Regions from separate parts of the Mus musculus genome. Here regions 1, 3, 4 and 5 are each linked to region 2. The links are chromatin contacts, called in public HiChIP or PLAC-seq and promoter capture Hi-C maps. All regions are on one chromosome and are shown on one strand. The core of a region is the stretch at or near the end of the contact, and the rest is flanking DNA. Distances in the headings are between cores, read along the strand shown. Region 1 overlaps Atg4a (autophagy related 4A, cysteine peptidase). Region 2 holds the start of Prps1 (phosphoribosyl pyrophosphate synthetase 1). Region 3 holds the start of Ripply1 (ripply transcriptional repressor 1). Region 4 holds the start of Morc4 (microrchidia 4). Region 5 holds the start of Tbc1d8b (TBC1 domain family, member 8B).

Region 1 (5,079 bases), core at 152-2,651, 530 kb after region 2:
CTAAAAACAGATCCAAGGTTTCTATGTATACATGCTGTACATTTATCTAGTGTCATCTGTCCCCACAAAGGGTGCATGCAAGGCTATCACTTTTCCCATGATGCTCTCAAGCTCCTTAAAAATTATCTTTTTTTCTCACCGTGGAAGAGCACTGGGTGTGCATTTCCACTTGGTTTCTCCTGCCTGTGGTGGCTCGAGGGTAGGGTGAGAGGTACACCGTGTGATTTGCCCTGCCTCTGTCACCCACCACCTCCTGGGAAGAGCTTGACCTGAATGGTCATTTTTAGCCTGGTATTTCCTGTGTGTGGGCCAGGGCCCGAGGCCAGAGGCAGAGAGGTTAAGAGGGCACAGGTTCTCTGGCAGAATGTTCTCTGGGGAATGAGATAGCCATCTCATATCTAACTTCTTTAAGTTTGAAACACTACAGAGCCTATAATCTTAGTAATGAAAACAAACCAAAGGAGAAGGGCTACTTAAATTCCTGAAAGACAAGAGTTCTGTGATACATTTCAAGAAAATACACCCACTTAGCTGTGTTTCTAAAAGTAATTGCATGGATTATGACTTCAACCTCTGACCAAATCTTTTGAGCAGAGACACCTGCTTTCATGTTTGGCAAGGGCTCCTTTATACTTAGTAACATTTATTTCTATGAAGACAACATGGTTCTAAATTAGAAAACAAATCCCAAACAATCTGGCCTTTCAAGTGACTTAAGCATATCCCACAGTGCTGCTCACACAGGAAAATACACCCAGGGGACATTTAGGGACTGCTTTAGGAGAGCCCTTGTAGCTTCTGGCGGCTGAACAAAGGGGCCCCTATTCTTGCTCAGCTTCTTTATGGAAAGGGGGTAGGGAGCGTCCAAAACTAAGAGATGGTAAATGTTGCATGCCTTTGCTTTCAACTCACAATGTATTTTCTCATGCAAAGACATAAATTTGTGAAGTATAACTATCCAGTTTGTTTTTCTGGTTACAGATTAAAACAGATTTTGACATGCTAGCTTAGAAACTTATTTACTACCTATATTCTCATTATTAGCACAGAAGAAAATGACTTAGAAATCATTTGGATGCAGGGCCCCTACATGGATCTGTCTTTAGTCTTTGAGCAGACCCGTTCTTCCCTCCCATAAAAGTGAACATAAGCTTGAACACCTTGTATGTTCTGAAAGTATAGCCTGAGAATTCATGAGATTTTGTTTTATTTCACTTGAATTGAGAGCTAACTGTAGCTGCATGTGACAGGAAAACTGGCTTTTGGTACTCATAGTTACCACACTCAGCAACCCTGAAAACATTTGTGTCCAAAGGGGGTGGGTTCTCAACGAACCAGTTCTTTAGCAAACACCAACAGTGTCTCTTATGATTTAATTTGATTTTACAGTGTCAGTCCACCTGGTGTTAGGGTCAGATCTTAGAGTAAACTTTCAGTCTCGATTTGCCTGCACTTGAGATAACAGCTATTAGTCCTAGCTTGTGGTTTCCTCTTTTGACTAACTAGCTATAAAGTGTAGTCCCCATGACAACGGCTGTCCCCCATTTCTCCCCATCTGTGGCTTAATCATTTGCAAGGCTTACGTACAGAACTCTGGGAAGTACTTACAGACATTTTTTTTTTAAAAAAAACATTGCAAAGGATGCGGATAAATAGCCAAACAGAAGATATGTATGGGAGGTGGAGGAGGGGATGCCTCTGTTCCCTCGGTAGGTACTACTATGTGTTCAACATATCCAGAACTCCCCAAACAGTGGCATTCGGGAATGTTTTATAGAAGCTTCATGGTGCATGCGTGAGCTACTTTTTATTCCATTTCTAACCTCTTCCCTTCCTGCAGAGTAGGGATTGGAATGAAGTTTCCACACTTTCAGTCATTGCTTAGTTTTACAGGTGACTAGCCACATCTGAGTGCTCATCAAGAGCAGCCGTATTAGAACAGAAGGTACTCTCATCACCCAGGAAATTTCAAGGGATTTGGAGCTCAGAGTCCAGAACTAGGGTCAAAGGCCAAATAATAGAACAAAAAAAGATACTTCTGACATCCTGGTGCTCAGGAAATCACAGGGATTTTCAGAGCTGTGTGCCAGAAAATGGGGACAGAGAGCAAATATATAGTTCTTATTATATCACAACACCACAATAGTCATTTGTGACTCTCAGGAACAAGTTCTATTTATGATCAGCCTCAAGAGCCTTCTTTGTATAAGCCATTATGTAAGTAAGATGGAAAATAAAAACACTGTAAAAATACCTAGTCTTCTAGCTATAATGTTATCATCCTTACAATTCCACATTCTCTTGTCTTAATGCAGCCTCCTTGGCTCCTAGAAACCTCACCATATAAACCTTGAAATATTTCTATGGAAACAGGCAAGAGCCAAGTGTACCAGTATTACCATCTTACCTTGGTCTACTTTTGTGGGGAGAAGCTACCTAAGGGGCTGTTTATGAAGAAGGCTCCGTGAAAGAAAAGTTTTAAACTAAATCTGGGCATGCGGATTTTCAGATATCATTTAAATGGGATCATGAAAATACGGTCAAAGGAAGTATGAAGAGCTTGAAAGGTGGCTCACTCAATAAAGTGCTGGCTGTGCACCCACTTATTTAAATATTCAAATATCTATGGTTAAATATTCAAATATTCAAATATATTTAAATATTCCTTTAGCAAATATTCCTTTAGCATCAACCTGATGACATTTTTACTTTCAGGGCAAAGGCAGAAGTCAGCAAATCACAGGAGTAAGCCGTATCTCTGAAAATGTGTTTATGTGTCTTCATTTTCCTTTAGTTATGTCCAAGTATGAAAACCAGATTCTTATTTTCCCTGACTACCTGGAAGAATTCCCGGATACAGATGAGCTGGTATGGATTCTGGGGAAGCAGCACCCCCTTAAGACAGGTAAGCCTGGTGGCACTGGTGGGGAGGACCCAGCTAACATGGATGCCTGAGGCTAAGAGGTTCTCAGTTTTCTTTTTGGATTGATAAAACCTTGTCTTGACAAGGGCTGAAACTACTGCAACACAGATTACTAAGCAGCAAATGAAAACTTGCTTGTTTCACAGTTTCTTCCAAGACCCTGAGAAACCTTAGCAGGTCATTTACATGATTTGGGTTTTTGTTTGAACATTTTGCAAAAGCAACATATCTTTATTCTTTTCTGTAAAGAAGTCCTGTCCCCATTCCAGGAGACATAGGATTCAAACACATGCAATCATTCATAGTATTACTAGCCAGGATTTAGTCATTGGGCTATACAGTTTTTATTCTTATCATGTCCTTGTGCTTCTTCCACACAAACACAACTGTCAGAAGTAATATCAGACACAAGAAATCATCTGTTTTCAGATTTTCTTCTAATAATTGCATTGTCATAGTTGATTCTGGTTTTATATAGAACTTGTATCTACTTGCAGTAGATAGAAAGGAGGCTTGAGTTTTCCCACTTAACACAACATTCTTACATAGTAGCAAAGACCTGGTGCTCTGAAACCACAAAGGACTCTCCATCTACCAAAAGCCTGTGTTGGGATATATGACTTCCCAAGAAAGGATCTTCAGAAACCCTTAGCATAGAGTAAGGGAAGGGAGGAGTCAGACCAAAGGGCAGGAGCAAGGCCCCAGTATTTTATTGGAGAATTCTGAATGGTGAGGAGATGTTGTTGAACTCTAACTTGGGAAAGGGCCGTTTTCTTTCTAGACCTTCCCTTCCTTCTCTAGGACAAAGTGAGGGGGTAGAGGAGAACCCTTTCTATTGCTACTTTCCAAGCAACAGGGGATCGAGGGTGCCACATATGCCCTTACTTAGATACTAATTTGCAAATATTTTCCCTCCCTTTGTTTTTGAGAAAGGGTTGTACTCTATACCTCAAGCTTACCTGGAATTCGAGAACTCACTATGTAGACCAGATTGGCCTCAAGTTCACAGCAGTGCTCCTGTTTCACCCTCCAAACTGCTGGCATTTACAGGCATTCAGCACTGTGCTCGGCTGGGAAATGTCTGTCAAACTAATTTTTCTTGTTTTTTGCATTCCTTCCTAGCATAGAGCCAAGTTAGAAGGTATAGAGCCTGTAAAAGTGACCTATGTAAATGTTTAAAGGGACAGGCATAGAATAACAGCAATATTTGGCACATACTCCATACTAGATATCAACTAAGTGCTTTATAAATGTATATGTATGTATATATTGCATTTATATGAATTATCTTGTTTAATACTATAGCTCCTCAATAAAGTAGGTATTGCTACTCCTCTTTTATGGACGAGAGAACAGAAGCTCAGAAAATGTGAGTAGTAAGTTTATGTACACAGTAAGAGCAGAGTCTGAGTTCAATCCCAAGTTAAGTCCCACCCCACTACTTGCTGCCCTTGCTTTTGTAATCCTCTTGCCTCAGGCTCTTGAGAACTAGGATCATAGAATTATCTTTAGATTATTCTAGAAGAATAGTTAGAAGAATCTTTAGAGTAGCTCTGGTGAAAATGAAGGTAAAGGGAAGGATTGGAATGATGAGACTCCAATGAGATGAGGTTTCCTGTGAACGTCCTGTAACAATCAACGTGATTGACTATTTGAGAATAAGGTTGCTGCTGGCATAAAAGTCAAATGTAGGCATTTTTTTTTAAAAAAAGAAGATGGGATATGGTGATTTAATTTTAACTTTACATTTAATTACAGAAAAATCTAAGCTGTTGTCTGATATAAGTGCTCGTCTATGGTTTACATACAGAAGGAAGTTTTCCCCGATTGGTAGGTACATCACCTATTGTGCTGTGCTTTTCTCCCTTGTAGATAGTTTGCCTGAGGTTATCAATGGCATCACAGAAACCTCAGAACTAACAGCTCACTCTGGCAAAGAATTTGATTTAGGGGAGCAGGTAAGTTTAACATTTCATCCAAAAATGTCATTGTGGAAGTAGCCATTCACCTGTGACTCCATGCTGTTGTACTGTCACACCAGTAGTCATTTCAACCCACCGTCAAGTGTTCATGCAGCAGATGGTATCACTTTTTAAAAGAAAAAAAATCAAATAAGCTCTAATTAGGTAATATCTAGGTATTAAATTACCTTCCAT
Region 2 (5,208 bases), core at 747-3,246:
ACACCCTCCCTTCCCCACTCCCCCTCTATGCATTCATCCACCATGCCTGCCCTTTGCCAAGCCTCTTCTTTGGTTTTGGTTTTACCTTATTGTGTAATTTCTCTTCAGGATACCAGCCTGGGTCTCATGGGACCCATTCCCTGCAAGATCCTTTCTAGATCCTCAACTTGATTTTGTTTCTTTACCTCCAAGTGCTGGGATTATGGGGCCACACCACCATACCAAGCTATTAAGCTTCTTTTGTATTTTGTGCCTTCTAAGGGTAGAGGATTGCGCATTGTTCACTCTTTATATCACCATGCTCCAGAGGGCCTGATATATAGGCAATCAGAGCACTTATTCTGAATTATGTTAAACCTACAGAACCCACCATAAGAGTATACTTCACAAACCTTCTTTTTTTAAAAAAAAAATTACTGTTTTCTAATTTTATGTGCATTGGTGTTTTGCCCTGACATATGTCTGTGTCAGACTGTGGGATCCTCTGGAACTGGCATGCACACAGTTGTGAGCTGTCATGGGAGTACCAGGTCCTCTGAAAAAGCAGCTAGTGCCCTTAACCACTAAGTCATCTCTCCAGCCCCACTTTTTCTAAGATTCATTTTTTAAAATTATTTTTCACAATGTTTCATATTAATACAGATGCCCTTGGAGGGCAGAGACATCACAGGCAGTTATGAGCCACTTGGATGTGGGTGCTGAGAACCAAATGTGGGTCATCTGCAAAAGCAATACTTGTTCTGAACCGCTGAGCCATCTCTTCAGTCCCCAAAGTGGTTTGGGTTAGCTCCTTGCCGGACAATTTTAAGAGCAACAATACAGAGAGAGCAGGGGGCTCTCTATGTAGCTCTAGCTGTTCTGGAACTCACTAGACAAGACTGGCTTCGAACTCATAGAGATAAGCCCAATTCATAAGTGCTGATAATTCCAATGTGCCCAGCTGTCAAAGCCTGGCTGGGCAGTGATGCTGCATGCCTTTAATCCTAGAGACAGGATTTCTCTGTATCTCCTTGGCTGTCCTGGATCTCACTTTGCCTCCAGAGTGCTGAAATTAAAGGTGTGAGCCACCACGCCTGGCTCAGAGTCACATTGTGTGTACGAGGCTAGCTTGGGACTCATGATCCCCCCTGACTAAGTCTCCTTAGTGTTAAGATGATAAGCATGTACCACCATACCTGGTAGTCATGATTTTGGTTTTGTTGATTGTTGCTGCTTTGAGACAAGATCTCACTATATATCTCTGGTGGCCCTGAACTCCCTTTGTACATCAGTCTGGCTTAGAACTGACATAGATCTGCCTGCCTGCCTCCTCCAGAATACTAGGATTAAAGGTGTATGCCACCTTGGTACTGATTTTTTTTTTATTCTAAAATTGTGTGACTCTTCCTTTACATCTAATTCATGGCTGTCTGGAATACTGTTAAAACAGAGTCTGCACTAGTTTGCACAAGTTTGCACTGGTCCAGTTAGCGTGTGTAAAAGGCTAGGTTAGCCAGATTACCTTGTAATTGTGGCAGACTTAAACACTATGCTGATTCTTTCAGGGTTCTTCATGGATAATACTTTACTTTTTCTTCTTCCAATCTTTAGCTAATCATAATTTTATCACCCAGATATTTGGGGAAAGCCACACTCCTTCTCTAATTGAGCAAACTAGAATCCAGTGATAAGGACAAAACATTAACTTTCTCTCGCATTGTCCCAGGGTGACTCACCTTCAGTCACTTTCCCCTAGGGCTTGCCTTCCAGGTAGAAAGTACACTTGGTATTTAGAGTTGGTAAACAAGCCCTTTGCCTGCGATGCGCCTGCGTTGTGGCTATCTTTGTGATGTAAAAAGTGCTTTAATTTAACCCGTTTCACGCCTCTGAACAAATTACCAGAGAGTGGTTGGGCGGCAACATTACCGGAAGACTCCGCCCCTCACACCCGTCCAACCAATCAGAAAAGGCTGGGTGGAGAACTTCCTTTGTAATCCCGCCCCCTGGGCAATTTAATGCCGCGCGCTGGGCGGGAATGTAAGATGGCGGAGTAGCAACGCGGTACTGTTGGTGTTCAGACTGCCTGCTGACTTCCGTTCCCGTGTTGGCAGCGGCGGCGGCGGCGACCACTGAGCACGTTGAGGTAGTTACCCAAGATGCCGAATATCAAAATCTTCAGCGGGAGCTCCCACCAGGACTTATCCCAGAAAATCGCTGACCGCCTGGGCCTTGAGCTAGGCAAGGTGGTGACTAAGAAATTCAGCAACCAGGAGACCTGGTAAGGACGCAATTGGTACCTTGAGTGTACCTGACCTGCCCAGGCCATGGCAACTCGGGGGATGGAGCGGCCGTGGGATTTCCTGGCAGCAGAGGATGGGCAGAAAGGGGCAGCAGAGGTTAGCTTGCCTCGCGGGTTGTTCCGTTATTTTACCTCCCGAGAGGGTCGCGTTCATCCTCGCTGCGCGCGGTTAGGTGGAGCCAAGATGGAGATGGGAGCTGAGGCCGCTACGTTTGGGGGTTGGGGATGGAGGATCTAATGTCGGGGGGTAATGGCCTCCTGGAATGTCTGGAGGTGTACGGGCGCTTAGCTTTGGGCATGGGGACACGTGGCTTGTCGCTTCACTGTGGAGCCAGTAGATTGGATTCGGTTCACTTTCCGCGCGTCGACTGGTGTACATCAGAGAACCTATGGCGTTCTGAGCCCCATCGTGGTCTTTTTCCTAGATTTGAAAAGCTTTTTGGTTGGAAATGGTAGCGTTCTGGTTTGGTCTTGGGAAACATTGTGTTCTGAGGGCGCGAAAACGTTACCACGTTCCCTTAGACTGGCACGGTGTCGGCTTTTCCTATCCTGTCTGTCGAGGAATCAAACCACCCTTAAGTTAAATTCAGTAGATGGGGTAAAGTGGTTGCTTTGAGCTCAACATCCTTGATCTTCGACATCTCAGCTTAAGTCATCCCAAAAAAATAGGGAAACCTTAGTTGTAGAATTCGAATTTTTGACGGTTTCCAATTCCGCTACTGGCAGACATAATAATACAAGCACTCCGCCCCTCCTCCATTGTAGCCACTTCTTAGTGTTAAATGCGTGAGGATTTAGGGAACGACTTACACGTGAGTGTTCAGTGACAAAATAATAACGCAGTGGAAGAGCTAGCTCAAACAGCAAAGGGAAATTTGAATGTCGTCTTTTTGGTGCTCTGCTATAAAACTCGTGGCCCAGCACTGGTGTGCTGTCGCATGCCACTAGGCAAGAGCAGGAGAAGCAAGTTTGAAGCAAGCCTAGTCTGCATAGTTAACTCTAGACTAGTCAGGACTATGTAGTGAGACGGTCTCCGAAAAATTGCTAACAGAACTGTCTTAGCCCCAGTCATCATCCACATGCACTATTGGACCGTGCTTCTTTTAGTGCCCCCTTCCAGCTATATACAGGATCCTCTAGAGCACTGTATTGTTTTCCTGTAGTAGATGAAATCAAGAACACTAACAATAATGCTTTTTTGTTCACTTATTTTAATTTTGGTTTTAGGGTTGTTTGTTTGTTTTGGGGGGTAGTCTACAGGACTCAAACATTTATCCTCTTGCTTTTCTCACTGCCTGCTTAGTACTGGGCTTGCAGACTTGCGCCATCACTACCTCCACAGTCTACAATCTTTCAGTCAGCTGTTAGGGGTCAGTTTTTTTTAAACCAATGATCAATTAAATTACATAAGATTTATTCTTTCTGATTATTTCTAAACGTCTTGTAGTCTTTCCTTTAAATTGTTTCTGTGTGTGTTAGTTAAAGTTCATCTGTAATAATGGCTGCTTCCAGGACTAGCATGCTGTTAATTGTGATGCAAATGGCAGTGCAAACACTGAAAGCATCTGTAACCAGGCAATACCTTAGTCAAAAGAGGTGTGCAAGCTGCTGTTTTTATCTCTGACCGTTATTACTCCTGGGCCTCAAAGAAAGCAGAGCAGCCCCAGACTTTGAGAACAGCCTAGCTAGGGGATAAGAATATTTTTTTAATTTAATGTGGGGTTTTGTGGCCACTTTGGTTAAATCTTCTATGTTTTTTTTTTGGGGGGGGGTGATGTGAGGACTGTTTTGTCCGTTTGTTAATCCTTCTGCCCTTTGCAGAATGCAACACACCAGAAACTGAGATTATATTTGTGGTGGTGGTCATGGGAGAAGAGAACAACATAGTTTTCTACTGATTAATCTTGATTAAGCCCAACTTGGATAAGGCTTTTTATGATTTAAGTTATTTTGTATATGGATATTTTGCCTGCATATACATATATTGTGCATGGCTGGTACCTGTTGAGGTCAGAAGAGGATGTTAGATCCCCTGGGACTGGAGTCACAGATGGTTGTGAGCTACCATGTGGGACCTGGGAATCAGAGCTCCAGTCCTCTACTAGAGCAGCCTGTGATCTTATAACTGCTAAACAGGCTCTCTAAAGTTTCAGCTCTAAGCTTGGTTTTGAAAAACAGCTGAAGCCGGGCGTGGTGGCGCACACCTTTAATCCCAGCACTTGGGAGGCAGAGGCAGGCGGATTTCTGAGTTTGAGGCCAGCCTGGTCTACAAAGTGAGTTCCAGGACAGCCAGGGCTACACAGAGAAACCCTGTCCCGAAGAAAAAAAAAAAAGAAAGAAAGAGAAAAAAAAAGAAAAACAGCTGAAATGTTGGTTATTAAGCAAAATTTTTACAAATCATGGTAAAAGTTGGGTGAGTTGCTAAGTGTTTTGGGGAGGTGGGGAGTAGACCTGGGTGGTTTAGAGCTTGCTGTGTAGACCAGTCTGTCCTTGGAACTTAGAAACCTGACTGTTTCTGTTCCCTAAAGTATAATTAAGCCTGCATCACCATGCCTGACTGCAGAATAGTTTGGGTGGTTCTTTTTGCCTTTTGGTGACAAGCTTTCTTTTTTCTTCTTTTTTTTTTTGTTTTTTTGTTTGTTTGTTTGTTTTTCGGGACAGGGTTTCTCTGTGTATCCCTGGCTGTCCTGGAACTCACTTTGTAGACCAGGCTGGCCTGGAACTCAGAAATCCACCTGCCTCTGCCTCCCAAGTGCTGGGATTAAAGGTGTGCACCACCACTGCCCAGCGGCAACAAGGTTTTCCTGTAGCACTGGCTGTCCTGCAACTCACTCTATAGATAAGGCTGACCTCCCAGCTGTGTAGATAAGGCAGATCGCCTAAGGGTCAGAAACAGGTGTGATGGCACACACCTTTAATCTCTGTACTGG
Region 3 (5,339 bases), core at 94-2,593, 670 kb before region 2:
TGCCTTCCCAGATTGTCCATCCTGGGACTGGGGTCAGGGGATTTCTGAGAAGGGACATGGCTGTAAGTGTCTGTGCAAACATGTCACAGGGCATCAAACTCACCCAGTCCACCAGACTCCTCGCCTGCCTTGGCTGGTCGTTTATAGAGGACAGCCAGGGTCTCCAAAGATAAGCTGCCCTGTGACAAAGAGATAAATTGGTACAAGATGTAAACACAGGCTTCCTCTGAAGGTTTGACTCACAAGCCATGTGCTCCAGGACTCCTCTGGTTCCCTGACAACTGAGCCAAGTCTGGGACAGATACCCTTCCTCTCTGCTCCAACAATGTCATCGCTGCTCTTACCCCACTGCTTTGTCATTGTCTGATGGAGCCCTTCTAAGATGAAAGATATGTATGGGCACATTTGCCCCTAGCCAAGCCCTAGTACATTACCTTGTGCAAGGAGTGGCTTGAGCAAATGTTGATTGAATGTGAACATGAAATGTTTGGAAGAAGAGAATGCCTGCTGTATAGGGAGGATCTATCTTACTGCCAGCTTCTGATATCAAAGAATTGAGAACAGAACCCTGCCATCTTCCTAATTAGAGAAATGGTTTCGAATACTCCTGGGCCTGTTGCTTCTCCTCTAGACTCTCAGAGACAAGGAAAAGGAAACGTGGCATGCTCAGGACAGAGGCAGCAACCCCCCCCCCCAACAAAAGGCCTCTTCAGACTTTGGCCCTGTCACTCTATGTTACCTGCTACCATCTGGGTCCCATAGTCCAGGTTGCGTTAAGCCTAGCTTCCACAGTAGCCTCTCCTGTTCCCTCAGTGAATTGTATGGACTCCCTATGAAGCTCAGGCTACTTGGCTTCCAGCTTTGGCAATGTTCTCTCTCTCTCTCTCTCTCTCTCTTTCTCTCTCTCTCTCTCTCTCTCTCTCTCTCTCTCTCTCTCTCTCTCTCAGCGCCCTTCCCCGTCACCTGGAATGATACGTGAGGCAAACTATTTCCAGCCAAAGGTATAGAAGAAGGGCTGAGGCTCTCTGTTGTCTCTCCCCTTCAAAGAGAACCAGACACCACCATGGGCGTCACACCTTCTCCTGCCCGCAGCTCCCTAAGCCTGGGTTCAGACTGTCAAAGGCTAAGTTGCACTTACCGTTCATTCCTAGCACCTTCTTGTCCATTGATTTGTGCTAGGGCAGGGGCTTGGGCCAAGGCCTGGCCAGGGAGGGCAGCAGCAGGGTCAGCAGCAGGGTCAGCAGCTGGGGCAGCAGCAGGGGCAGCAGGAGGGGCAGCAGCAGGAGAGGCAGCGGGGTCCATCCTTGGGACACCAAGCCAGACAGCTCTTCCAGTTCTCAGAACCTTCAGCACTCTTTTGGCTTTTCCCCTAGAGACCCTTTTATAAGCCCTGCCTTGACTCATCAATTATTCAGGCAATGCAAGGATGGGGGATGAGGGATGCTGGTAAAGATCTAGGGAGGGGGATCTTGGAGAGAGAGCTGTGTTCTTGGGTGTGAAATCTCTCCCAGTTGAGTAAACAGGGTCTGGGGAGGAGGTGAGGGGTCTGCTACAGCTCCAAGTCAGTAAGGAAAATAAAGAAGGGATAAATCTCACACCATTTGTGTGAATTCCCCAGGCAGGATCAGGACCCAAGGTGGGAAGGAGGGGCTCTCATTAGTACCCAAAGGCAGCCAGGCTTGTCTGGGACAGAAGGCTGAATACAAGAGCCTTTAGCAAAGCTGGTTCCCAGTGAGAAAAGAAGAGTGACAGACTCACCAGCTCTTTCAGCTCAAATCCCAAGGAGATTTGCCAGGTGGTCCCTGATACGGGGTCACTGCCACGAAGTATGTCATGTGGCTTAGGATAAAGAAGGGTTCTGGGTGGGGCCTGTCCAGTCTCCTGCTGGGCAAACCTCAAGTCATCTTTTCAATTCCCTCCCCACCCCTCTCCCTGCTCAATTGACTTGCAAAAGTTCCTAAAGCCCCTCCACCGCCTCCGCAGAGAGTGGTGTGGTGTGGGGAGCAGAGCGGGCCCAGGGAGTTTGCAGGGCAGATTCCAAATGCCACAGCTCAGTTTCTAGTTTAGGAGCCCAGGTGCTGGAGACTAGAAGGGTTCTGCCCAGCACTGGCTGGCCAAAGGACCATCCCAGGCCTCATCTCACGTGAGACGAGGGTGCTGGCTCAGTGGGTCCCCAAGGCCCTGCCAACCTGAACCCTCTGTGACAAAGAGCTGGGTAATGACTAGTGACCCTAGAGAGCCAAAAGGTTTGAGGCAGAGTCCTTGGCATTAGCCAGCTTTTGGGCCTTTGCCAAAACGCTTCCAGTTACAACAACTGGCAAGCACTTCATGCTTAGAGGTTTCAAAAATATTTCTCCTGATCTCAGTGGCCAGCACCTGCCCAGACTTAGTGTCTCAAATATTCATCACAGCCTGGCTTGTAATGGTCAGAAATTAGAAACAACCTCAGTGTCCAATAATAGGAAACCCATTAGATTTATTAATTGTGGCCAATCTTGTAATCACATACTAAGCAGATAGTCAAAATCATGTCATCAATGCACAAGCTTGTGAAAGCTGGATGCTAAATGCTGTGACGAATTTTGTCCATGGGTTTCTTATGGAGACCCCACTGATCGCCACTCAGCATGACTTCCGACCTTATTCAGATCTGTACAGCAAAGAAAAAAAAGTTAAGGACAGAGCTAAAGATATGGCTCTGTGGTAGAGCAAACACACAGCAGGCTTCAACCCCTATTCCCAGAAAGAGGGAAAAAAAGAAAAAAGAAAGAAAACGACTTCATATTAAAACTGTCCTGGTGGAAGAATGTTCTGGTGGAAGAATGCGTAAACAGCCAGTGTGTTCAAGAGTGAAAAACATCGCAAGTTTCGAAAATATCCCTTAGGATAATCCCATTTGATAAGGAAAAAATGTGGAATGTACAGAATGCACAGAAAAAAAATTAAAAAGTTAGAGGGAAGGATGCTGCAACTGTTGGCTCTGGGAGTAAGAGAGTAAGGCGAAGTTTTACCTCCTTTATTATATCATGATGTTTTGAAACAATTTCCACCCAAAAAGTATAAATGAATGAGAACACAAAGTTGAGTTACTATGGACGTGGGGCTGATCTGGAAGGCATGGTGAATATAGGCTGCATAACTTCTCAGTTCATGAAAAACATGACATTTATGTTTTTACAACACAAATATGTTCTTTATCCTTTCTTTTACCTAGAAGAAAACTGAACAGCATTTTCTGCTGTGCATTCTGTACATTCCACATGTTTTCCTTATCAAAACGGGTTAGTTCTAAGGGATATTTCTCAACCTTATGCTTTTCACTCTTTTTTTTTTAGTTATTGATTTTTTTATTAGATATTTTCTTCGTTTATATTTCAAATGCTATCCCCAAAGTCCCCTATATACCCTTCCCCTGCCCTGCTCCCCAACCCACCCATTCCCACTTCCTGGCCCTGGCATTCCCCTGTACTGGGGCATATAATCTTCACCAGACCAAGGGCCTCTCCTCCCATTGATGGCCAACTAGGCCATCCTCTGCTACATATGCAAGAGAAGTTCAAATATATATTGAATACATATCCAAAGAATATATATTAAAAACAGTATACATTATCTGTTTTAACTGATGAATAAAACTGTATATATAAAACATTTATCCACAAAACAAGAAATTTCTTGGGGTTGTGGCAGCCATTTTGAAATACCTGAGGATTGGACCGCACTGAATTATACTTGTCCTGTGTGACTTCAAAGACAGAGAGGCCCATTGATAGCAGCTAAAGGAAGACTCGTTTTGGCTTAATCTAAGTAAATTGTTTTTTAACAGTTCAACCACCTAAGGGCCTGGCACTGTATGTTCCATCCACAAACAGAGGTTTATTATAGGAAGTGAAATGAGCCCAGTGGGCTACTCTACCTAGGACTGGGCCAAGCTCTCTGATGCTGCATTTTAAGTTGGAGCTGGATGCTGGCTCTAAGAGGGAATGCTATCCCCAAATTTCTATGGAAATTTGCTAAAAGGAGGGATGAGACTGAGAGAACGAAGGACGAAAGCCAAACAGACTGGGCTGAAAAGAGACAGCATGCAAAATCGGACAGAACCCAAGGCATATTATTACCCCCTGGAATCTTTTTGACCTCTCTCTAGGTGACCTCTCACCATCCAAAAGAGGTCAGAGGGAAGGCGAGGGGAGCACGTATTTCTCTGGAGGTCCCAGGTCATTTCAACCTGACTTAGTTATGTCACTCACCATGCCACCATTGACCTTAAAAACTGTATCCCTTCAGCTAGTCCCTTCCCTCCCCAAAGCAGGCTTCATGGATCGCCTTCTACTCAGCATCCAGCATGCTCACCTAACTCCGAGGGAGCCTTCTGCCTGTCTCCCAATACACCTGCTCTGACACTCCCTCAGCCGTGGAGGAGACAAAGGCACTGGCCCCAGTTGTTGGATTAGAGGCCTGTTGCTGAACAGAAATAATCAGAGCCTGACTGCTCTCTCTTGTAGTTAGGACAGAACAGGAATGAGCAGGTCAAAATGGTGGCGGGAAAGATCAGCCGAAGCCAAACAGGGCAACTACTAATAAAGACAATTAGATGACACCTATTTTTCTCTATCAACTATAGTGTGCAGGCTTTTGTCAGTTATTGTTTCCTCAGACTTTCCTGAGAAGAATCCTAGCGCTCTCTGGGCCCAACACTTTGTTAAACATTGCTTGGCAAAGAGATAGGCTAGAAAGAGGAAAGTGTTGTGGCTCCTGCCCCAAAAGGCTCACAGCTTAGAGGGTGGAGGAAAACCAATTAGCCTCTGCCAAACCGGAACCCCTCCACCAACCTCAGACAGGTTCCCTTGTCAAGGCCCCAGAGCAACCTCCAAGTGTCTCTGGGCCTCATTCCAAATTTCCTTCAGCAACCTACCATGTTCCTGCCCCACCCTTCTCCCTGCTCAGAACAACTTCTCCTCCTACTTCCCTGAGAAAACAGAGGCCTTCAAGGATGGATTACCTCAGTGCCCTGCCCAACCCCCAAAACTGACTTGCCTCTCCAAAGTCCTTCCCTCCCTCCACCCTGTCCTAACAGTGGACAAGGTGCCCCTTTTGTTAAAGGCTAATCCCTTCTCTCCTGAGCCTTGGCCTTATCCACCCTCCTCTGTGCTCTCCCTCCAGGACAGTATCCTCCTTCCCTACAGCAAAACCCAGGTTCCCTATACCAGAGTGTTAACTGCCTGTTTCTGTGACTCCCTAAAACAAGGGAGCTCCCTCCCCACAAGTCCGCTTACTCCCCTAATTTACTCTTTCCCTCCATCTCTTTCTCTCCCCACCTCCTTGTCATGCTCTGTCCT
Region 4 (5,369 bases), core at 2,792-5,291, 580 kb before region 2:
GCTATGAACAGATTCAATGAGAGAACACTTAATCTTCTTTACCTAATAGCTGGGTGAAAGCTACCCTATCTTCATCTGTCTAGTCTGGCTTCACAATTTCATAGACTAGTAGAGTCTTAGCTCTCCTGTCCTGGTCCATGCTAATCCCTTAGTGAGAGGGCTGTCTCCACCTTGCCTTTGACTACCAAATTACTTTAATAAGAACATGAGAATCCTTAATATCCTAAGCTGTTACATATGCACCCAGTCCACAGGATCCCCTGTCTTCTAAAACTGTTCTGTAACAGAAGACTCATACTTCACCAGAACCTGGTGGGGAGCGGGGGTGGGGAGATGTTTAGCAAGTTGTTCAGTGACAAGAGAGATAAAGGATGGGAGACTGCTTTGAAATGGTATTTCACAAGCCTCCTATCTGTTCCTGTTCCAGTTCGTGGATATTTGCACGGTTGTCAGGGACAGGCTTGCAAATACTTAAATATATAAGGTCATCATCTTTGGTCACAAGGCTACTTTTACACACACACACACACGGGGGGGGGGGCAGGGAGAGAGAGAGGGAGAGGGAGGGAGAGAGAGACAGAGACAAACACACACAGTGAGTTTCTACATTCAAATGGCAAGCATAAATCTCAAAACCCACTTTAGGGACTGGAGTTTTAGCTCAGTGGAATACTTGCCTGGTATGTGTGAAACTGTGAGTTTGATTCCTATTTAAAAAGTCGTTTTTATGGGACTGAAGAGATAGCTCAGTGGTTAAAAATCAATTGCTGCTCTTGCAGAGAATCTGGGCTTGGTTCCCAGTACCCACATGTTGGCTTACAACTGTCTATAATTCCAGTTCGAGGGGAACCAACACCTACTTCTAGCCTCTATGGGCACTGCACTCATGCATGTGGGACACTTAGATACATGGTGAAACACTCATACTCATAAAAAAAGAAATCGTTTTTAAAAGTCATCTTTAATCCATCTGTCCTTCTGCTCTAGATGCCCTCAGGCTCTGTTGTATCTTGCTCTTCCCACTCTTAAGGTCCTTTTCTTAGTACACAAGGTTTACTCTTGCTCATTGGTATTACTGCAATTGCTTCAGAACCAGTCATTAAAATCCACGTCTCCAGCTACACTCCTGTGAGACCAACCATCCTGAAGCAGAGATCTAATCAGGACGTCTCCTTGTCAGGCTAACAGGTCAAATGCCAAGCCTCCCAGTCACATCCTGGTTCCAGCTCACCTTTCTAACCTCATTTCCTACTTGGAATTTGAAGTAAAATGACCTGTGCTTGCAGCCCAAAGTGTCACTTACTAGACATGTAACCTTAGAAAAGTACACTAATTTCCCAGACCTTTGTTTACTCAACTTGGAAAGAGAAAAAAAAATGCCACCCACTTCCAAGGCTAAAGCTACAACGTTATTTTCGAAAGCCTGTTGTAAACTCTTTAAAGGTGTACAGTCTCCTATTTGTGAACTCAGTGCTCTAATTAAATTCAAAGACCTAGAGGATATTCTTCATGGTTTTGCTCATCCAGTTGTTACTTGTGAGTGGAATGTCCCTACACTCACCATATCCACATGTCCCAACCCTTTAAATCTCTTCTCAAGTGTCCCCTCCTCTACGAAGTCTTTCTGACCCCCCTTCTGGTCCTGATAATCTTAAGTCCCTCCTCTTCTGTACGCCTGCAGCACGTGTGTGCTTCTCTTTGCACACGTCCTTTTCTACTAGGTTGCTACAGAAATGATAAAACCTTTTTACATGTTTCATCATACCTGTTAATAAAGTAGAACTTGGTCATATCCATTTTTCTACCTATCTTGGTGACCCTGTGCATAGTAGATGATTAATAAATGTTTATCAAATGAGTGATTTCCTAAAAATTCATGAGGAAGTAGAGAAAACACTTGAAGAAAAAGTAAAAAAGAAAGTTTGGGATTATCAATAAACACTCTGATGTTCCTTTTCCCTGTTAATATTTGTGACTTGGTTTTTTTTTTATAAGAAAATCTGTGTATACACATATATGTACATAATATACACACATTAGCCCAGGTCTATGTTTTTTAATTTAATGCTTTAAAAATACCATCCAGTGAGCTGAGTACAGTGGCAAGAGCCTATAATCCTAGCATTGGGAGGCAGACACAGGCACATCTTTGTGTGCTGACTGCCAGCCTGATCTGCACAGCAAATTTCAGGTCAACTGGACTACATAATGTGACGCTATCTCAAAAGAAAAAAAAAGGGAGGAAGGAAGGAAGGAAGGAAGGAAGGAAGGAAGGAAGGAAGGAAGGAGAAAAAGAAAAAACCATAGGGGAAAACCTAAACGATAGAGTCACCTCAGTCTGGAAATTCAAGCTGTATCATCAATGTTACTTTCCTCCTGAACTTTCTAGAAAGCAATCAGCAACCTACTCTATACCATTTGGGCTCATAGCCAAACTAATCATCAGAATCCTCCAGCACCTTCCAAATAACTCTTCTGACTCTTCCTGTGGCTCACCGACATCTTTAGGAAAACAAGTCTCCTGGCATGGCCACAGTGGTGGCTTACGTCCCCACTGGGGTTCATTCATGTGGCTCTGAAACCATTTTCAAGAGTCTTGTTCTGTGCTAACTAGCCATATAAATCTGTCTTCCTTCTTTCAGTTTTTGAAATATTTATAATGTGCTTGCTCTGCTGCATTTTGCGCAGAACTGCTTTTCATCTTTGCCTTTTGAACAGTACATTAGTGCAGAAGCGATGCACTCAGCTCTAAGGAATCAAGTGAATTTTTTTCCTTTTTTTTTTTTTTTTGAGCGAGCACCGGTGCACCCAGAGGTTAAGTCCTTAAGGCCTCCGTATTCATTCCAGCGGTGTGAGGGCGCTCGTGGACTACGGACCCAGCCCTCTGCAGTCTCCGGGAGCCAAATGCACTCGTGTCATCATCTAAGAGATGGCCCATCATTCCTAGACTTAAGTCTCTAAAGTTAAAGAAGTCATTTCCAGATCTTTCCAACTACTCTACAGGGCCCTCTGCACTGTTCCTTTGCCAGCCTGGGGCCCTCTGTCGGTCGCCAGCCTTGGTCAAATCCAGTCGCTTCGGGGCCCGATATTTTTATGCATTGCTCTTTGATTATTAACTAAGAATCCTAAAGTGACTGGAACATCACGATCCAGACAGAACAACAGCGCGGGAACCCTACCAAACTCTTAGTACACACCTCGCTTCCTCGGCTTTCCAGGCACGATCTAGTCCCGTCGCCCCCCTACCCCACCCCACCCCACCTCACCCTACCCCATCCCACCCCACCCTACCCTCCCTGTCCCCCTCCCTAAGAGATCACGGTGGCCGAGCTCCCCCAGCCCGTCCCGAGAGGACCCGCCCCACGCGCCTCGTGCATTCCTCTTGCGTCCACCGCACCACGCTGGCACCTCTGCCTCGGGCTTGCGACCCGCCACCCGGCCCGCCCTCGTCACTCACCTAGCAGCTCCGCGATGGCACTGAAGGGTCGCGTGTGGCTGCTGGAGTTGCTCTGGAGGTAGCGGGGGCTCATCTGGGGGCGAGAGAAGGTTCCGTCCCGCGTGAGGCCTCAGCTCGCCCAGCCCTCCCCGCGCGCCCCCCGCAGCCCTGGGACCCGGGCGCGCTCGCGCGAGTCCGTCCCCTCGGGGGCCCCCGGACCTACCGTGCTCAGGCGGATCCTGAAGGCCTGCGGGACGCTGCCCGCCCGGGCCAGTCCGCCTCCCGGCGTTCCGGGGCCCGCAGGGGCCCCTCGGTACAGGAGCATTTTTTTGGCCGCCAGGATACCGGTTTGCTGCTGCCGGACCCCTGGGCCGGCTGTCCCCGCACTAGATCGCGCTGTCCCCCGACTCGCAGCTGGCGGTGGCCGTCCCGGACTGGCCCTCTCTCGTTCCCACTCGCAGCTGGCAGAGGCGGGGCGCGCTGCAGCCACCTGTCCCCAGCGGGAGGGGTGAAGCCGGAGGAACCCAGCGTCTGCCCGCCCCGCCTTGTCAGCACCTCTCCTGACCCACCGACTGCCAGGGCTGCCCCTGGGCCGTACAGAAATATGGCGATCTCCTGACAGACGCTCCTCCATCCCCGCCCCTAATTAATTCTTGGCGTTTGCCATAGGCCAGGCGGCCGAGCGGGAAAGCGCGAGGGGAGGGGGGATGGCGGTGCGTGGGGAGGGGCGGGAATGTGGCAAGAGGAGGGAGAGCGTGCATGGGATTTCTGGAGTCCCACTTAGGCTTCATGACTAACAGGCAGGATAAGACAAGTCTTTGAATTTCGAAGGACTGCAGTTTTGCTATCTGGGAAGATAGGCTGGAGCTAAGGGGAATTATTCCCACTAGCTACTTCGAAAGCTTATGGAAGCACCAGGAACTTTCTAGAATGCAATTGGCAAACGGCCTACCGATCCTTCAAACCGGCAGGGAGACTTTATAGTAGGAGAAACTGAATTTACTCGCTGCAAATAGGGGGTTGGTTATGTTATAGGATGCGCATAAAGTAATATGCAGCTTTGTGTGTTTGTGCTCTTGGGGGCGCATCGTTTGCACACCACTGACATTTGAAGGCCTGGTGTCTCTGGGACTGCGGTTCCAAACTCACACAGCCATGCTTTTTCAACAGTCTTTAAAATTATTGCGCTTGCTTATTTTGTGTGATTGTGTGTCTGTGTGCACGTGTGGCGATCAGCACACAATTTGAGGGAGTTAAGTTCTCACCTTCCACCTTCTGTAAGTTTGGGGTTCTCAGGTCTTGTGACAAGCACCTTCATCCCTGAGCCATTTCCCTGCCCCTATATTCCACTTTTAAAGGGCATGCCTGCTGTGAGTCTACATTTACCTGTGCTGTGGAGTCATCATGTAGTGTTGACAGCAAACCCAGGTCCTGGAAGGGCACACTACGCAAGCACCCCTACCACCATTATCACTACTCCCAACCCTGTGAGCACTGGGGTTGCAGTCATTTTTATGTGGGTGCTGGGGATCTGAACTGGGGTTCTCAGACTTGTATGGCAAATGTTTTACCAACTGGGCCACTTCTCCAGACTCCTTTTTCTGTGTGTGTGTGCGCGCGCGCACGCAGGTGTATATGTGTTCTTATGGGTGGCGAGGTTTTCACGTGTCCATTTGTACATGGAAGCCAAAGGTCATCATCTTGTTTGTTGAGACAGGGTCTTTCAACAGCCTAGAAATCACTAAGTAAGCATGGGGTGATTAGCCAGCCAGCAATCTGCTTATTTCCGTCTCTCTCGGTGGTGGTGGTGGTGGTAAGGATTACAAAAGGACACTAACCCTGGCTTTTTCCTTTTTTTTTTTTTTTTTAAGAACACGAGGTCTGGGGATTGAACTTAGGTCCTTTTCCTTGCACAGCAAGCGCTTTCCCAACT
Region 5 (4,654 bases), core at 1,059-3,558, 770 kb before region 2:
AGTAGATGTAGCTTTTTTGGAAGAAGTGTGTCACAGTGGGGGTGGTCTTTGAGACCCTTCTCCTAGCTGCCTAGAAGCCAGTCTTATCCTGTTTGACTTTGGAACAAGGTGTAGAACTCTCAGCTCCTTCAGCACCATGACTGCCTGGATACTACCCTGCTTCCCACTATGATGATAATATACTGAACTTCTGAACCTGTAAGCCAGCCCTAATTAAATGTTGTCCTTTATAAGAGTTGCCTTGGCAGCATAGACACACAGGTCCAAGGCCCCTGGCAAATATATATTAGGGGACTGACTGGTCTGGTTTCAGTGGGAGAAGATATACTCAATCCTTGAGAGACTTGAGGCCCCCAGGGAAGGGGGATGCCTGGTGGTGGGGAGCACACTCTAGGAGGCAAGGGAGGAGGAATGTGATGAGAAATTGTGGGAGGGGAAACAGGAGGGAAGGCAATGGCTAGAATGTAAATAAATAAAATAAGTAAAAAAAAGAGTTGCCTCGGTCATGGTATCCTTTCACAGCGATGAAAATCCTAACTAAGACACTTATTAATGAGCATAGCATGCGATACATTAAGTTCCAGGACAATATCAGCAGCGATATTCAAGATTGTTTGTAATTCCTAAGTATTTTACAGGAATATTCATAATTGGACAATGAAAAGAATGCCATGGTATTTTAAATGTGGTTTTAGAGAAACAATTATTTGCAAAGACTTGAAGTACATTATGATCAAGACAAATTTTAGCGCAATAGACATAATTCAATTTGAAAACTGTTTTCTTTATACAATCAGTGAAGTGTTTGTTTATAAATGCAAAAGTGTTCTAAATCCCCAGCTCCAGCTCCAAGCTGGAAGTGGGCCTGATCTTAAGACAGAGTATCTGGGTAGCCCTGGCTGGGTTCAGCGTACAGAGAAGGAACCATCCAATCCTGATGCTCTTTGCCATAACTAGAACCATAAGCATACTGACGGACAATGGCGGCTGGAACTGTACAAATGAAGGAAGACAAAGGCTATCCACATTTGCTGCATTTATTGACCTTTTACTGTGAAGAAATGGAGAAACGATGTGCCTTAATACACCTTCAAAGGGTGACTTTGCGCTAGGAAACACTCTGCCTTGGGATTTTGCTTTGTTGGTGGTGGTGATGGTTGCGTTTTTCTTCCACAAAAATAAATACTTGCTTGTGACATATACCTGCTTCGCCAGAAACCGCCCAAGTCTTGGAAGATTTAGCCTGGAGACACTCCTTGGGGCAGAGTTCACTGGCTCCAGGACTCCTAGTCTGAGTGTCCCAGTCCATTGTCTTAGCCACATGGCCCTATATCTTTATTTTGAATACCTTGCCAACTTCTCAGGACCTTTTATTTGCATTCTTTCTGTAAGCCAGTTTTCACTTTCACTCTATTCTTTTCCTGTCGGGATTGAGTTATCCTAACAACAACAATAACAACAACCAGCCCTCAAATAATTCCTCACAGCAGAACTCTTTCATTTTAGTGCGTAGGCTGTTGTGCAGCATTGTCAAGGTATCAAGAAAATAGGCTGCCCTGCCCTGCAAGGAATTTCGGGTGTTTGTTTGTTTTTTAAGGTTAAAAAAAAAAAAAAGAAATACCTAAAAAGTTGGAGTAGAGATTTTTCAGCCAGTAGTCAAATAAACAGAGGCAGCATGGGGGAAGGGATAATCGCAAGTGTGTGTGTGTGAAGAAGTGTTTTCTGAGATTTACATTCTTCTGGTATGAATGGACAGAATTTAATTTAGGCAAGGCTTTTGAATAACAAGTCTATTCACCCACTGTGAGAGCGTGGGTAAGTAACTTCGCTTGCTAGCGCTTAGCGAGCAAAGCGGAGGATCCACTTTGAAAGATTTCCCTGAGGATTACCTGAGAAATCACCTACTACCTAATAGGCGCAAAGTAAATGGAAGTTGCTGCAGGCTACTGCTTCCTGGATGGGCCATTACTCAAAAATGCCGGAAACTTTGTTTTCAACAAACTAGTCCTCTCACTATAAAAGAACTAGGAACACTGCTGTCATACACGGGGTTAGCTTATTTGAAGCAAAAAGACAAAAGAAAACCCTCTTTAACTTTACACAGGCTAAACTCACTTAACTGGTGGCGGGAGCGCCTCAAAGGCGCCCCCAACCCACCCAACTAGTAACCCAGTGCATTGTGGGAAATGTAGTCTAGGGCTATATTAGACCGGGTACGGGAAAAGTGGATAGAAAACTACAACTCCCAAGAGGAGGTGAAGCGGGGCTATTTCCCAGTCTGGCAGTAGCTCCGTGGGAGGGAGTTGGCACTCTCTCTGCCTACGTGGGAGAGAAGGCACGGTTGGGGGAAGTGTGGAAAACCTCCGGAGGCGCCGCCGCCAACGGAAGACTTGGTGGGAGGAGAAGTAGAGGGGTAAAGACAGGCTGGGAGGGTGGAGGTGAGGAGGACAAATAGGTCGCCTCCGTTCCCGAGGCGGCACAAAGTTCTTCAAGATGTGGCTGAAGCCCGAGGAAGTGCTGTTGAAAAATGCGCTGAAGCTGTGGCTGATGGAAAGATCCAACGAGTACTTTGTCCTGCAAAGGCGTCGAGGCTACGGGGAAGAAGGAGGAGGGGGACTTACAGGTAAGAGGTTGTGGCCAGCTACACCTGCGTTAGGGCTGGGTCCGCTGTCACTGAATAGGTGGCAAGGCAAACAGTTACTCGTCGCTGCCCGCTGCCTCATCTTAAACCCAGGGCGACTGACTGGGGAATTCTGCTCCCGCCACCACCTTTCCTCTGCTACCACCGCGTCCTGACTGTCTTGCACAGGACTCCCAGTTGCTCTTTGGGTCTTACCGCGATAGGAGAAGCTAAGGGGGTTTCCAGTACCTGATGGGTCGCTTCCCATGGCGAAGGGGGCTGATGGGCAGTGCAGTGCGCTAGCTAGACTAGTCCCGTTAAGACAGGCGAGGAGAGCGGGTTCGCGGGTGTGGACTTAACTTTTTTTCCAAAACCTATACAAATAATCACCACCCTAGGGAGTGAGTGCGAGTGTGTGAGGGGCATTGCTAGGACATGGGAATCCTAAGGAGAACGAAGTGCCCCAATCACACCTTGAGAGAGAGGCTGCAAGTGAGATTTGGGTCGGGGCATGGGGCTGCTTGATGCTGGGGAAGTGAAGGAGTAGCCCTCAGAATTACTCACCTCCTCTCAGTTTCGCGTCTTTTGCTATATCCAAGTTTTCAACCCTTGGAATCCCTGTATTCTTCTAAGAGTACATTTCTCTCCAGTGAGTTTGGCTCTGCCCCTTCTTTCAAAGATGTGTAAACCAAACCAATTAAACAAGAAGGAGACTCAACTCTTCTAAGCCAGTCTCCCACAGTTGTTAATCTTAATTCAAAACTGGTCCATGTCTGAAGATTACAAAGAAGGCTGTTTTTAGATCCTTAGTCTTCCATAGGGGCTTTTTACAAATTTGGACCTTGGAGAGACAAGAGCTGTTTTTCATGGTAATTCTTAGTTTGGTATTAGGGCTTTGAAGTGGTGGAGCAGCTTAATTTGGGGAGGGTGATGTAGAGGGAAGAAGCAAAAATCTGACCACCTGAATTTTGATCATATCCTTACCTCTTGCCTGTTGGATGGCATTGATCAAATTCTTTCATATATGCAATCTTTTTTTTTTATGGTGGGTTTAAACTGCTTTTCTCTTCTGAGATTCTTTTTTTATTGATCATTTTATTTGTTTACATTTCAAATGTTATCCCCCTTCCTGGTTTCCCCTCCACACCCCCTTATCCCATATCTCCCTGCCCCCCTCCTCTTTGCCTCTATGAGGGTGCTCCTTCAACCAATCACCCACTCCTGCCTTACCACTCTTGATTCCACCTATGATGGGGTATAAAGTCTCATATATGCAATCTTAAGGTACCACTTTGTGCTAGAATTATAATTTTGGTCACTGCCTTTAAAGTGCTGGGTTGAGAGAGGAGGGTGGAAGTAGACTAGGAAGATTAACTAGTTTACTAGAAAAAAATAGAATCAGAACCAAAGGACTACTGAAGGGTTGAAGGAAGAAGTTTCGTGGCTTATGTGACATTGATCTTCTTTGGCTAAAAAGAATGGTGCTTACTCTATGGAGATATGCGTGTAAACTGTAAGATAATGTTCATAAAGGTATGTTTATGTTAAGGCGAGCCTCCTCTAATGTGGATAGAATTCATATGTCCTATGAGATATATGACTTTACAACTAACAATCATCTGACTTATCCAACTTCTAAAAAGGGCCTTCAGGCAGTATGGGAACAAAAATTGCCCCTATAATAAAAGTAGCATTTTACATTTTTTCCTGAACTTTAAAAATTACAAGTTGTTTTAGAGAAAAGTTTTCATTGAAATGACAGTTTCATTCAAATAGAAATTTCTTTTTAAAATTAATTACTTTCTTTATTTACATCCCAAATGTTGTCCTCCTCCTGGTCCCCCCTCCCAAAGTTCTTCAACCCATTCCCCCTTCACATCTGTGAGGGTCCCATCCCCCTTTCTCTGTGGTATCAAACAGGTCAATTAAAATGGATTTTCTCTTTACCCCACTCACCTCTTTTATTAGTTCCCCATTGCTAGAACACAAGGAACTTCGTCTGAAGAAATAAATGAAAATTTCTATCACTTGCAG

Evidence for each region. Promoter capture Hi-C pulls out the DNA fragments that hold promoters and counts their contacts. HiChIP or PLAC-seq counts read pairs in DNA pulled down with a chosen protein or histone mark.
Region 1: a promoter capture Hi-C map of the HPC-7 cell line shows a contact between it and region 2. The contact joins the enhancer-like site here to the promoter of Prps1 in region 2. A contact is called at or near these places in 4 of 39 promoter capture datasets (the 3T3-L1 cell line, the C10 cell line, the HPC-7 cell line and 1 more) and 1 of 115 datasets of contacts at active chromatin or transcription factors (the 230-238 cell line).
Region 3: a promoter capture Hi-C map of liver shows a contact between it and region 2, with 2.5 times the contacts expected there. The contact joins the promoter of Ripply1 here to the promoter of Prps1 in region 2. A contact is called at or near these places in 6 of 39 promoter capture datasets (the 3T3-L1 cell line, 3T3-L1-derived adipocytes, embryonic stem cells and 3 more) and 1 of 9 other capture datasets (adipose tissue).
Region 4: a contact with region 2 is called in an H3K27ac HiChIP or PLAC-seq map of the NIH/3T3 cell line, with 11 times the contacts expected there. The contact joins the promoter of Morc4 here to the promoter of Prps1 in region 2. A contact is called at or near these places in 10 of 39 promoter capture datasets (the 3T3-L1 cell line, 3T3-L1-derived adipocytes, cranial neural crest and 6 more), 5 of 484 Hi-C or Micro-C datasets (embryonic fibroblasts, nephron progenitors and uterus) and 4 of 115 datasets of contacts at active chromatin or transcription factors (the NIH/3T3 cell line, astrocytes, embryonic midbrain and 1 more).
Region 5: a contact with region 2 is called in a promoter capture Hi-C map of pre-B cells, with 7 times the contacts expected there. The contact joins the promoter of Tbc1d8b here to the promoter of Prps1 in region 2. A contact is called at or near these places in 5 of 39 promoter capture datasets (the 3T3-L1 cell line, hippocampal neurons, liver and 1 more) and 1 of 115 datasets of contacts at active chromatin or transcription factors (astrocytes).

The regions. Positions count from the first base shown.
Region 1 is chrX:140,983,485-140,988,563 of GRCm38.p6, forward strand. It overlaps Atg4a (autophagy related 4A, cysteine peptidase), which reads left to right. Exons shown (of 13, transcript NM_174875.5): 2 at 2,795-2,905; 3 at 4,682-4,753. Among named protein-coding and RNA genes, the nearest start is that of Atg4a, 29 kb to the left of the region's middle. Within about 2 kb of position 1,402, at least 36 of the 459 cell types and tissues checked have an H3K27ac peak or open chromatin away from gene starts, as enhancers often do. A contact at or near this core is called in the HPC-7 cell line, where this site is marked.
Region 2 is chrX:140,454,607-140,459,814 of GRCm38.p6, forward strand. It overlaps Prps1 (phosphoribosyl pyrophosphate synthetase 1), which reads left to right and starts at 1,997. Exons shown (of 7, transcript NM_021463.4): 1 at 1,997-2,257. The coding sequence starts at 2,136.
Region 3 is chrX:139,781,010-139,786,348 of GRCm38.p6, forward strand. It overlaps Ripply1 (ripply transcriptional repressor 1), which reads right to left and starts at 1,344. Exons shown (of 4, transcript NM_001037915.2): 1 at 1,139-1,344; 2 at 104-179. The coding sequence starts at 1,302.
Region 4 is chrX:139,867,613-139,872,981 of GRCm38.p6, forward strand. It overlaps Morc4 (microrchidia 4), which reads right to left and starts at 4,042. Exons shown (of 17, transcript NM_001193309.1): 1 at 3,660-4,042; 2 at 3,458-3,530. The coding sequence starts at 3,761.
Region 5 is chrX:139,682,688-139,687,341 of GRCm38.p6, forward strand. Tbc1d8b (TBC1 domain family, member 8B) reads left to right here and starts at 2,309. Exons shown (of 21, transcript NM_001081499.2): 1 at 2,309-2,623. The coding sequence starts at 2,494.